2 separate regions of the Canis lupus genome follow, and region 2 is linked to region 1. The links are chromatin contacts, called in public Hi-C maps. All regions are on one chromosome and are shown on one strand. Each heading gives the region's core, a stretch centred on a gene start, on an enhancer-like site or on the middle of the called end of the contact. The rest is flanking DNA. Distances are from core to core; before and after follow the strand shown.

The links. A called contact is a pair of places that touch in the nucleus more often than the background predicts.
Region 2: a Hi-C map of blood shows a contact between it and region 1, with 2.3 times the contacts expected there. The contact joins the promoter of SIPA1L2 here to the promoter of MAP10 in region 1. A contact is called at or near these places in 2 of 9 Hi-C or Micro-C datasets (amygdala and blood).

The regions. Positions count from the first base shown.
Region 1 is chr4:7,242,438-7,248,756 of UU_Cfam_GSD_1.0, reverse strand. It overlaps MAP10 (microtubule-associated protein 10), which reads left to right and starts at 2,218. Exons shown (of 1, transcript XM_038533896.1): 1 at 2,218-6,224. The coding sequence starts at 2,260. The coding sequence ends at 5,001.
Region 2 is chr4:7,397,757-7,404,075 of UU_Cfam_GSD_1.0, reverse strand. SIPA1L2 (signal-induced proliferation-associated 1-like protein 2) reads right to left here and starts at 2,605. Exons shown (of 23, transcript XM_038533898.1): 1 at 2,548-2,605. LOC119871611 (a long non-coding RNA gene) reads right to left here. Exons shown (of 4, transcript XR_005357539.1): 4 at 4,503-5,873.

The sequences.
Region 1 (6,319 bases), core at 969-3,468:
ATCCAGGCCACCCCCACAATAAACCTCAAACTCCTTAACGTTGCATAGCAGATTTATATCTTAAAGTATTAATGTACATTAATCCATAGTTTCTTGCCTAGCCCTGCCTTTTCCTATAACAAAAACAGTTGGCCACCACATGAAAGGTAAAGCACAGAGCACATAAACTTTTACAGATTGAGAACAATAGGCCCATGTCAGATAAATTATTTATTCTAACTCAGCTTAGTGCTTTAAAAAATTCAACCAAAAACTCTGCTATATGGCAAATAGTAAGTAAAATGATATTTATTTTAACAAGATGCCAGGCTATATAAATATAGCATAACATAGTAAATAGTATATTATACTATATAGCATACTATTTAACATGTATACTATATTACTATAATACTAATATTGCATAATGCTAATATTATAATATTTTTATAAGGTAGATACTACAACTACCTCATTTTTTGATGAGGAAAATGATTCACAGATGGTTGAGAAGCTAATTTATGATCACAGAGACAAGATTTGAGCTAGGTTGTTTGCTTATAGAATTTGGGACCCCAGCCACAGCATTGTGCTATTTCTCCATGTATGGTCTGTGGACGTTGAAATGTTTTAATTTTCATAGCAAAAGTTTTACTTGTTAAATTTAACACTGTTTACAATTATAAAATATTATTCATATATTGCAATACCAATCATATAGAGTATATGGGCAAAGAATATGAATATATTATCTCTATAGAAACTTTACAAATTATAGAAGCAATGTCCTTATAGAAGAAGGACACTGGTTTCACTGTCTGTATGCAGGAGATATGCAAGTGCTAATATTCCACATTATTAACCCTACCCAAAAGACTTACAGCAGGATGCACATATGGACTCTATGCCATTGCTTTCCATTGGTGAATATGCTGTCTTCTGTTGCTCTGTGTCATCCATCCATTAAGCATGTCACTTGATAAACGTTTCCTCTGCAAGTAGCTAGTAAGATTCTCAAGGCCAAGAGTAGTATATTCTATTTATATATTGCAATGAAACCTCCCTCAGTCTTCACACTAAAGCATCAACTCCCTCCAATTCTGAATTTCCCTTGAGCTTTACAACGTTCTTCTGAGCTTTGATGTAATGCAGTTTAACTATAAATTATAAAGCCGTCTAAAATTAAACATATTCACATAATGTCTGGCAGGAACCTCAAACTACAATCCCAAAAACCCAAAGTAACTTAAAAAAAAAAAAATCAAATCTATGCCTCATTTTTTTTCTCCTTCAGCAGTGAAAAACTTTTATCCATAACTTCTCGCCCCTAGTCACCAAATTCTAAATTCTGCTATCACAAATGCCTCTTCTTTCATCTCTCTTTGTCCTCTCCCCTGACCCTGAGCAAATTCAGGCCACCACCTGCACCAATGGGACAGCCTCCTAGTAGATTGCCCTGAATTCAATTAGTTACTAGTAGAATCCATCCTTTGTATTTGTATAGCTACATTTCTAAACATTGATGGGTTCACGCTTGCTCATCCCAAACATCTTCTACAGAACTATCCATGTCGTTCAAAGCTCTCCGTGTCATCAGTCTTGGTTTCCATGTAGCTGGTTTACTGAGGTTAGAAATATGTGTCCTTGAGAATCTGGGATAGTGCTCTAAGATCTTTTCCCCTCCCCCAACTGGCTGTTTACGTAGATCTATTTGTTTTGTTAAATGGAATCATTAACATTAATCTCACACATGGTGATTGCTCAAATGGAAATGGGACCACACCCGCTGCGCGTCTCGGTGCTATCATAATTCACCCAGATAGGGGCTCCCACGCTGCTTCACAGCAGTGTCATCACCTTTGGGTGGAGCCAGAGAAGACCGAGAAGGCCGACCCTGGAGAGTCAACTGGCTTTCTTCTGCCCTGGGGTCCCGAGTCCTGATTTACTCTCAATTTTCCTCAGAGTTAGACCTGACCTCAAAATTGCAGGAGATCTGCATGGATAGAAACGTGGCCCAAACAAACAAACAAAAAAGTCTGTTTTCTTGCCATCATATGATCACGCTTCAGTGTTAAAAGTAATTGTGATAACGTAAGCCCGGAGAGCAAGATGCGCGGAGCAGCGAAAATTCCCAGAGCAACTGCTGCCCAGACCTGCAGGGGTCCCCCTTAAGTCTCGCGAGAGGACACGCATAGGCGCTGTGGTCCCCGTGACTCTCGCGAGAACCGGCTTCGGCTCCCCTTCCCCGAGCCGGCGGCAGCGTCTCCAGGGGCAACAGCAATGGCGGCCCCCACGTCCGAGCGGCTCTTCTCTCTGGAGCTGCTCGTAGACTGGGTGCGTCTTGAAGCCCGGCTGCCGCCGCCGCCGCCGCCGCCACCCGTCGTCGCGGTGGAGGGGGAGCAAGAGGAGGCCGAGGAGGAGGAGGAGGAGGAGGCACGGCCGCCACCGCCGTCGCGCGACCTGTGCCCCGCGGTGGCCTTCCGCCTGCTGGACTTCCCCACGCTGCTGGTTTACCCCCCGGAAGGCCCCGGCGCCCCAGCCCCGGAACCCCGGCCCGGCCTGGTCCGCTTCGGTCGCGGCAAGTCCTGCCTCTTCCGCCTGCACGCCGCCACCCTGCACCGCCTGCTCCTGCGGACCCCGCTCTACACCTTGCTGCTGCAGCTGCCCCCGGGGCGCCCGACTCCTGCCCCCCAGCTCCTGGGTGCCTGCAGCATCTCGCTGGCCGCCGCCGCCCACCAGGTCCTGGGGCCGGCCGCCTCTGGCTGCTCCCAGGGTCGCCGCGGAAGTTTCCCCCTGCGTGACCACGTTGGGCAGCGGGTTGGGGACATTGCTCTGGGCTACCGCTTGACTGACTTGGGAAGCAGCCTGCTGAGCCACCTTGAGAGGCCAGTCGCTTCCGCGGGAGGTGAGGTGGAGCGTGCAGAAGTCGCTTCCCAAGCCCCGCAGGAAACACAGCAACCCAAGTCAGAGCCCGGAACCAAGGATGCTGATAGGTTTCTCGCCAGTTTAAGAGTCCCAAAGGCACAGAAGGAGTTGAGGGAAATAGCTTTCCACCGTCAGACCAACTCCGGTAACAGAGTTTCTTCGGAGCATGGCAAAACCAGCTCTGTGTGTTCAAATTCTAGTGGGGTGAGGAGCGTCAGCCCCCCAGATCAGGAAGTCACAGAGTTGGACGTTGAAACCAACACATTTTGCCCCCCTCCTCTGTATTACACTCATTTGACGCCAGAAAAGATGCCTCCTGTACGGGGTACAATCACCATTAAGCCACAGATAAATGTACCTGAGGGATTGAATGGTATTTTTCTGGAGGAAAATCGTGCAACTGCCCCAACAGATACTGATTGTCTGAAACCTACTAAGTCTGGGACCCGGGAGAGTCCTCCAATGCTCATAAATACCCGCCATGTTCAGGATGTAGGAGCAAGTGATCAAACTGCAGATCATGCCCAAACTGAACAGAATAGAGTTGATACAATAAGGCAGCTGCCTTTGTTAAATGCTTTGTTGGTTGAGTTGTCTGTGTTACACAACCAACCTGTGGCAAGCCCTACTCAAATACATCCTCACCTAGCCTGGTTATATAGAACTGAGGATAAGAGGTCACCAGAATCTTCTACCAAATGCACATGTAAATCTGAATCTAAGGATAAGCTTTCAATGGGGGGAAATGAAAAGTCAGTGAATCTTCAGTATAAAAAGAACCAAGCTGAAAATCTCAAAAAAGGTAAATATTTTGAAGAGAACAGTGATAACCCTCCCAAAAGAGTTCCGAGGGGGAAGCTGCTCTATGGTTTAACAAAGACACTTAAACTACGTTTAAAGCAGACAAATCCTGATATGTTGGTAGTACATGAAAAAAGAGAACAGTATAGAAAAATGCAAGCACAGATGTTAGGTACAAAACTCAGAATTCCATCATCTAAAGTTAAAGCATTAAGCTTTGCCAAAGTACATCAGAAGCCACACCAACTACCTAAAGATAAGTGTTTGGAATTAGATGCATCTTTTGCTGAAAACAGTGATACCTCAAAGCAAATCAGTGGAGTTTTGGGTGACCCTAGCACAAGTCAAGAAACTAAACTGAAATGTGCAGCTGAAAAAACAGTAGATTGTAAACATAGAATAAGTAATGGTTTATTGAAAGAAATTGCGAGTCCTACAAATTCCATTGTTCTGGAAGGGCTTACTCCTGCAAGTATTTTGGAAGGAAAAATGGATATGAAAGTCCAGAGTCCACGTGTTTTCCAACAAGTTGCAGTTGTTGACAGAATTGTGGTAGATAAAGAAATAGAGAATAAACAGGTCAAAACCACTGATACTCTTACTGATAATATGAGTGAAAATAAACCAAGTAAAAATAGTTGCTCTGAAAGCATCTCAGAATTAAAGTATTCAGATGACTTCACCAGCCCTTGCTCTTCTGAAGATTTCTCTACCACTGAGGACACTAGCAGGATTTTACAAGCTCATGATAGCAGTCCAGAGGCAGAAAATCCAAAATATAATCGATGCACAAGTAAATCTAGTGAAACAATACTGTCCATAAGAAAAAACAGCAGTGAAAAGAGTTCTGTTCTTAGCCCACCTTTTTCAGCTGGATCACCAGTACACTCATCTAAAAGATCTCCTATTTCAAAGATTCAAGATAAAAGTTTGGAGGAAACATCGAGTATCTTTACCAGTGATTTATCTTTATTACATTGGACTGAGGAAAAAGAAAATCATATAGATCAAAATGGTATGCATAATTCTAAAGTTGTAAAGAGGGATCAGGACATGTCTATAAAACTTAAAACAAGAACTGGTGGCAAGTCTTCAGAAAAAAGCCAGTCACCTCGGACATCTCAAGTGAGTTCTTATCTGCCATCTAATTTGTCAGAACTAGAACTTAATGTTCTGGATAGCAGTACATCAGATCACTTTGAGGAAGAGGATGAAGTTGCTTCACTAAATATTTCCAAGCAATGCAGAGATATTTGTGAATTAGTGATAAATAAACTTCCAGGATATACAGTGTGAAAATATGTGCTTTTAAAAAGCATTTCATTTTCTATAACCTATGTGTACTGTTAAGTGAAAAAATTTTTAATAATTCTTTACATTATTTTAGTATATAAATTACATGAGTAATTCTTTTTTAAAAATACATTATTTTGATGTCTAGATGATACTCTGTTATACTGGACAATATTAATCATGAAATTACCTTATAATGTAGGTAAGATTTAGGTTGTTTATCTTATAAGAATAAAAATATCTTTCTAAACTATCTCAAAGTATCTATCTGAAAGTACCAGTCATCCTAAAGCTGACTCAGGCACACCATTAAAAAAAAAAGAAGGCTAATTAATAATTAGGATAACCTCAGATTTTAATAGGAATAAATCATTTAACAAATATAGAAGAACCTACTGTATAAGATGCCGAAAGGTACAAAAATATTTAAGATATAGCCCCTGTAGGTAGAGTTTACTGTTTTATACAGATTTTTTTTAGGGAAATCTTAGATACGTACACACCCCATATCCCCAGTAGGTGAAGTCCTTTTTCTATGTTGTCATTGTGCTCTATACTTCCAATCAGTGTATGTATGTTCTTTGTATCTAGCGCAGTCTGGCATGTGGGTGCGATAAAAGCATGTGTTGAAGGAATTAATAAAGGCCATGCATTTACACTAAGCTGATGGGAGGAACAAAATTAAGCAAACAAGTAGAAATCCTAAGAATAAGCAGCAGAAAATCCTTATTGGAAATATGGTTATTTGACTACAATATTTTTGTTTTGCTGTCTATAAATAGCCTGTAGGTGTTCTCTAAAGTTTTTGGGGAAGGAAGAGAAGGAAGTTAAAAGAGATGTCCTCCAGTTTCTTGTATAGAAATTCAATTTATTGTTGTCATTTCCGGTTTTTCCAAAATTGTTAAAAGTATGAAAGTTTGTCTTTAGAAATTCTAGTGATCATTTCTCTATAATTTTTTCCATAGATTTTGTACTTAAACCTTATTCTGTGTTCAAACATTTACATGTACTTTTTTCCGTTATATTTTAATTTTTACACTTTTTAATATGTTTGATATTTTTGGATGTATGAAGCGAAGACCTAATTTTCTTTCCTTTATGAATAATTAAATAACTAGGCATTATCTTTTGAATGATAATAATTGATAAAATTCAGTAAAATGGTAAAGAATGAGGATGTTATATTTTGAGAAACAATATGAATAAAAGAAATATGGGAATGAGCATAATGTATTCATGGGACTGAAAATATCTTGATTAGAATGGTAGATTCATGCTACAGAGTGGTAAAAATGAAATTTGTTGAGTAAGAAAAGTCCCA
Region 2 (6,319 bases), core at 1,356-3,855, 150 kb before region 1:
ATGATCTCTTTTAAATTTGCTTTGATAACCATACACTTTCAAATCAGTTTCAATTACCAAACCATTGCCCTTTCAAGGTAGCTCACTAATATTTCCTCACTTTCAAGAATAGATAATCAAAATGAATAACCCACTACTCCTATTGCCTCAGGTGAAAAGATTCCCCAGGCAGACAGGTGTTTACCAAGCTCAGGTATCAAGGAATCCTTTAAAATACCATTCCAGTTCGGGGGGGGGGGGGGGGGGGGGGGGGGGGGGGGGGGGGGGGGGGGGGGCAGACAGCTTACAAACCCCCAGTACCCAGCTTGAACTACAATAAACATCATAAAAGCCAAATCATGATGCTCTGATAATTCCCTTAAAGGCTAAGACTTAACAGAAGCATCTGATGAAAAATATGCACTTAAATCGGCTGGGGAAAATCTGCAGCCTATACCCCAAGGCCAGAAGCTCTACCTCCATATCTGCAATTTATCTCTTATTTTCCAGACCAAATGCTTATACTGCTTCTTACCCAAGTTCATTTCACCCCATCTATAGGTAGCATGTGGGTACTGATAAAAGCTGTTTCTGATTTCATTTCCTACTTCCCAGATGTTTGCCACAGAGTTTTTTTTTTTTTCTTCAGCTATTTATGAATACACTCTAATTTAGAACAAACAAATTCAATATGTCATATTTTAAGCTGGGCAAGACACACAATAAATGACGGCTATAAAATGAGTCCAAGATAATTTCTCCAGCTTATGAACAAGTTTGCCTACCTAGGCAAGATTTGGACAGGCTGCCATGGTCTTACTTTAGAAAGAAAGTGCTTAAAATGTGTAACTGAGAACCTGCTTCTGCTAAAATGGCCAACTACAGGCTACTGTACTTCTCAGGAAAAGGATTGTGCTTAAAAGTGAAAAACCAAGCATCAACTAGGAGGAAAGAAGTGAAGATGACCCTAACACAATCCTTGGGATGAATGAATCATGCATGTGCACTCCCAACTACATGTATGACTGGAATCTTAGGAAGAAGCAATGCTATCTGTACCCAAAACTCAAGAAAGACTGTACTTCCCCATGAATAATATTGATTTAGCCCTCTCTGAAACAAGCAGTGAACTACTAAACTAAGCAGTAAACACTGTAAGTGAAAATGCTGTCTAAATACATTCCTCAAATAAATGAAAACATAAAACAGACATCCTTAAATTTGTGATTAAAAATGGTGAGCAAGTTGCCTCCTAAAATTCATCTTTAGGAATGCCAGAAATAATAGCACACCTATTGGAATCTAGGTGTTTGTTTTATAAGGAACTAATATATTTCAAAGAAAGCAACAGTTCTGGAGATCTTTTTTCTCCCGTTACTAATTGCAAAACTGGAAAAATTGCAGCCCCGATGGCAGACAGGCAACTCAAAAGCCCAGTTAACTAAATGCCTGTCATAAGAAAGCCATCTAGTGTTAACATTTAGAAATGAAAACTGCAGACAAAAGAGGCAAAGAAAAGAAAAATCTTAGTGACTATTTTGAACTTACTGAAAGCAAACCTATGAGAATCATCAAGATTCTTTGTTTTTAAAAAAAAGAAAAGAAAAGAAAAGAAAGGCCATCCTTATGAAAACCAACACTCATTTACACAAAACCCAAAACGTGCACAATTTTATTTTGACCAAAATCATGTTTCGGTGACTACGATTCCGTGACCAATGCACTTGATTTTTTCCAATACTCACGCTGGAGTCATCCTGGGCTGAATTAATTTAGCTGGAGCAGGTTAATGATGATAAATATCTCCCAGAGGGGCAATGCCAAGTTGTTTTCTCTTCCCTAGAAGCATCGGCTCTCGCTTGTAGATGATGAACCGAAATTGATTCTTTGGGTTTGTGGCACGGTTGGAAATTAATCTGTAGGTGCTCTAGGGGATGCTCCCAGGACGTGGTCAGACCAGCTTCAGTAACGCGGGGACCCGACCAGGCCCGGGAGCGGCAGGCGGAGCGCGGCGCGGGCACCCGGGGCGGCACAGCCGTCGGCACCCCGGGGCCCCGAGTCCGGAGGGCGCTCGCCCCGGCCCGGATCTCCCCCGGAGGGAGGGGCCGGGCGGGGGCGAGGGCGAGGGCGAGGGCGAGGGCGAGGGCGCGCGCGGGGGTCGCACACCCTCCGGGGGGTGGGGTGGCCCCGCAGCAAGTTCCGCAAGTAACCCCGCCGCGCGCCGGGGCCCGCGTCCCGCGTCCCGCGTCCCGCGGCCTTTTCTCTGCGCTCTCAGGTGGGTCCCAGAGGAGTTGCTGCGCCCCGGGAGGTCCTCGCGAGCGCTCGCGTCCCCAGGCCGGGAATAACCTTCCTGCGATCGGTAACTTTGCGGGAGCGGCGGCGGCGGCCCCTCCGCCCGCGGGACCCCCGCCCGCGCCCCCGCCCCGCCCCGCGGCCGCGCCGTCGGCCCCCGGGCGCCCCCGGGGCAGCGCCTTCACCCCGGGGCAGTCCTCGCCGGGCCGTGCGCGCACACGAGCGGAGGCTCCGAGCCGACCCGCCGCGCTCCCCGTCCGCTCGCCCGACACGCACCTCGGAGACGCAGTCCGCGGGGACCTGCTGCAGCCCGCGAGCGCGCGGCGGCGCCTACCGGGGCCGCCGCCTCGCCGCCCGCCGCTGCCCGGGGCTGCCCATCGGCCCGGACTCTGCCGGCGCCGGGCTCCGGCGGGAGGCGGCCCGGCCCCGCGGCTGCGGCTGCGGCTGCGGCTGCGGCTGCGGCTGCGGCTGCGGCTGGAGCGGTCCGCCCGGGGTCCGGCGGGCGGGCGGGCGGGCGGGCGGCCGGGGCGGGGGCGCGGCGCTGCTCCTCCTCCTCCGTCTTCCTCCTCCCGCTCCGCCGGCTCCTCCCGGGCTCCCGGTCTGCCGCGCCGGCTCCCGACGCCGCCGCCCGCCCGCCCTGCGGCCCCGCCCCCGCCCGCTCTGCGGCCTCCCATTGGCTGCTGCCTGCAGGCCCCCTCGGCCCCGCCCCGCGATTGGGCGCGGGCGCCGTCCGTCCCGCCGCCCCGCGGGGCTCGGGGCGCAGCCGGTGCGCGGTTCCCAGGCCCCGCGGCGCGCGAGAGCTCCGCGTCCCGAAGGCGTCCGGGCGCCCTTCCCCGGGGGGGCTGCGGGGCGCGGGGTGCGGGGCGCGGCGCCTGGCGACCTCGCGGCAGGTGCGTCCTACCTGGCCCCGCGCTCCGGGAGGCCCGGCGCCGCCCTCCGCGGACTCGTCCTCCCCCTCCGGCCGCAAGAAGTTAAAACCCGGAGTCGGGCTCCGAGCGGCCCCGTCGCGCCGTCGCGACCCTGCCGGGCCCGCAGTCTCCGGAGCCGGAGAGACGCGGCCGCCGGCACTCGAGGCCCCGCGCCGCCCAAGCCTGAGCGCCGCGGGCCGGGGACCCGCCGCAGCCGCGGGCGCCGCGTTCGGAGGACGGCCGGCCCGGGAGGGCGCCCGGGTGACCCCGCAGAGCCCCTGCCCCCGGGGCTGCGGCGGGAGGTGGCGCGGAGACCGACGGAGCGTCAGGACGAGGTCAGGTGGACCAGGTGGGCGCCAGGGCGCCGGCGTCCTGCGGAGGCGAAAACTTCCTGAGTCCGGGCGTGGGGAGCCTGGAGAGGCGAGAAGTCCGGGCGCCCGGCTCAGCCCCAGCCGCAGCCCCAGCCCCAGCCCCAGCCGCAGCCCCAGCCCCAGCCGCAGCCCCAGCCCCAGCCGCAGCCCGCCCAGCCGACCCCAGGCACTCCTCAACCTCGAGCGGGAAGGCTTTGGACCTTTATCTCAAGGAGGAGGAAATGAGCTTTTTATATCCATCTTTTCTACTTCCTAGGAAATGTTGGCCACCGACGAGGAAGCACTACCTGAAACTATTAATATAAATTGTTCGACATTTGAATGGGTTGCTGAAAAATTCAAGGAACTCTTTTTTAAAAAAAATGATTTTATTTATTTATTCATGAAAGACAGAGAGAGAGAGAGGCAGAGACACAGGCAGAGGGAGAAGCAGGCCCAGGATCACGCCCTGGGCCAAAGGCAGGCGCTAAACCGCTAAGCCACCCAGGGATCCCCGAGGAACTCTTTTTTTTTTTTTTTAAGAGAAGACTTGTTAAGCTACGGTGGGATTGGCTATGCTTAACCGGTCCGGTGGGAGTCACCCCGTATAAGCAGGAGTGGACCGGTTTAGGTAGTCGCTAACCTACCTTCCAGCCCCACCATAGCATTTCCGGAGCTGGCTTTACCCCAGCAGTAGAGCTGGCCTGGCAGTTTCCGGAGACTGGATCCAGGGCTTTCAGTTCCTCTTTCTAGAGGAAGAATTCTTCCTGGAGAGATAAAGAGGTCTGTACTTCCCCATTACAAACACTCCCTAGAATGTAACCCTGTGCAAAATTAGAGGCTGTTCTTCCCATGCTGTATTTCTCTGTTATCTAAAGCATGTACCCATTGTACAGTCGTTTACATCTCTTTGTGAAATATGGGTATAATACATGGGAGCGGGTATAATAAAACATGTCAGTGTTACAATGACATGAAAGAGTTTCTGAGTTCTCCGGGTTTGCAGGGCTTCCTATTATCAGCACTTACAAGATTGTCATTTATTCATTAAGCAAGCACAGTGTGGAGACCCCGTGATGTTCCAGAAAATGCTAGGAGCAGGGGATATAAAAACACATAGGACATGGGCCCTGCTCTTCCGGAGCGCACCATCTCACAGGCGTTGATCCTCACACATGGTAGATGCTCTACTAGACATACGAACAAAATCCACGGGGATTTTTGTCCCGGACAGACATTTATTTCCTGGGGGAGCCCAAAGAGGATATATTTCTCTTCCTAACGTCATCACAGTACTGCTCATGCCTCACAAGGTTGCATGGTTCATTGTCTTTCCCAGTACTCCCTAAGGGCCTTAAGGAACAGAACCACGGCTCCCCCTGCATTGTGACTTGGCTCAAACTACGTGAGTCAGTGCTTGGCCCTGAGGTGGCTCCTGATGCTGCTGCAGCTGCAATTGCCCGTTGTCTAGTAGATGAGGAGGAACTTTGATGTGTTCCTCAATGTCCAGTATGTGACAATATTATAAGGAAATCTGCTTAGAAGCTCAATGATGATGTCAGCCACAATTCCCTTCATCTCCCACTTTACCATCCCTCTCCTGGTGTTTTGTGAACTGAAACACCAGAGGCCCTTTTGGGCACTATCGAAGTTGGTGGCATTTTTCTAAGTACTCCTAAGGGACAGCACACAGTAGTCAGCTGTCTGCATTAATGAAAGCCCTAGAGAGTTTCTGATTTCCCAGAACCCCAGGTCACATGCAGCCCTCCCTTGTCACAATGTCTCTGTCTTTAGGAGACATATCCTGAGCCCCTTTGCCATGTCTGGCCTATGCTGGACAGTGGCGACGGGGCCCAGGGCCAGCCCCACAAGGTGTCCACCTTGCAGCACACTGTGAGATCTTTAAGGGACAGAGCTTAGGAATGAGCTTTGCATCTTCTTCCCCTAAAACAGACTCTAGAAATACTATTAGATGGAATGCTTGCATCCTTCCTCACTCGTTTTAACATCAGCCCTCTTATTTCACACCATTTTGAGGAAGGGAAGGGCAGAAGCCGAAATTACCTCCCTGTTAAGATATCAGTGCAACATTTTGGCCTTAGAATATCTTACTGGGGAAAAAAAATATCTTTTTCTATTCAAGCTATACATTTTGCTGAAGTTCTAGAGAAAAATATCAACTATGAAGTGTGACACTGTATTTGCCCAAAAGCTAGAAGGAAGGGTCATGTGTTTATCTTGTCACTGTCACCTTCCCTCAGGTCCAGTCTTCCTCATACCTTATTCACTTTCGGCCTCTCAAGTCTGTTTGCTCCTGTGAATTTCATTGCACTCTGAGGGGTTCCTAAAGAAACAAACGCAAGGGATTAATCCTCTTGACAATTATGAATCAGCACATCCACTCCTTCTGAAATAATTTCAACATCAGTCTCAACTGTGTTTCTCTGCATGGTGTAAAAAGGCACAGAGTTCAAAGGCATACCAGCTGTCTACGCCGTTCCAAGATTTTGAGCTTATTGGCTGACCTTGGCTAGTAGTTGTATCTATTTACCTTTGAACTTAGGAAAACAGGAGTTTTTATTTTCTTAACACACTACAGGAAGTTTCTACCGACAAACCATTTGTATGCACTGTAATAAGCCCAAACGGCTCTCTAAGCTAATAAGGTTTTAGATTCCCACCCTCATTTCCTCTTCCCCTTTTCTACTATCAACCCTCTTTTAAAAAGTATTTCTTTTAAGTCAAATGAATATTCATAAGTTGCAACAAATGTGTATTGATTTCATACTA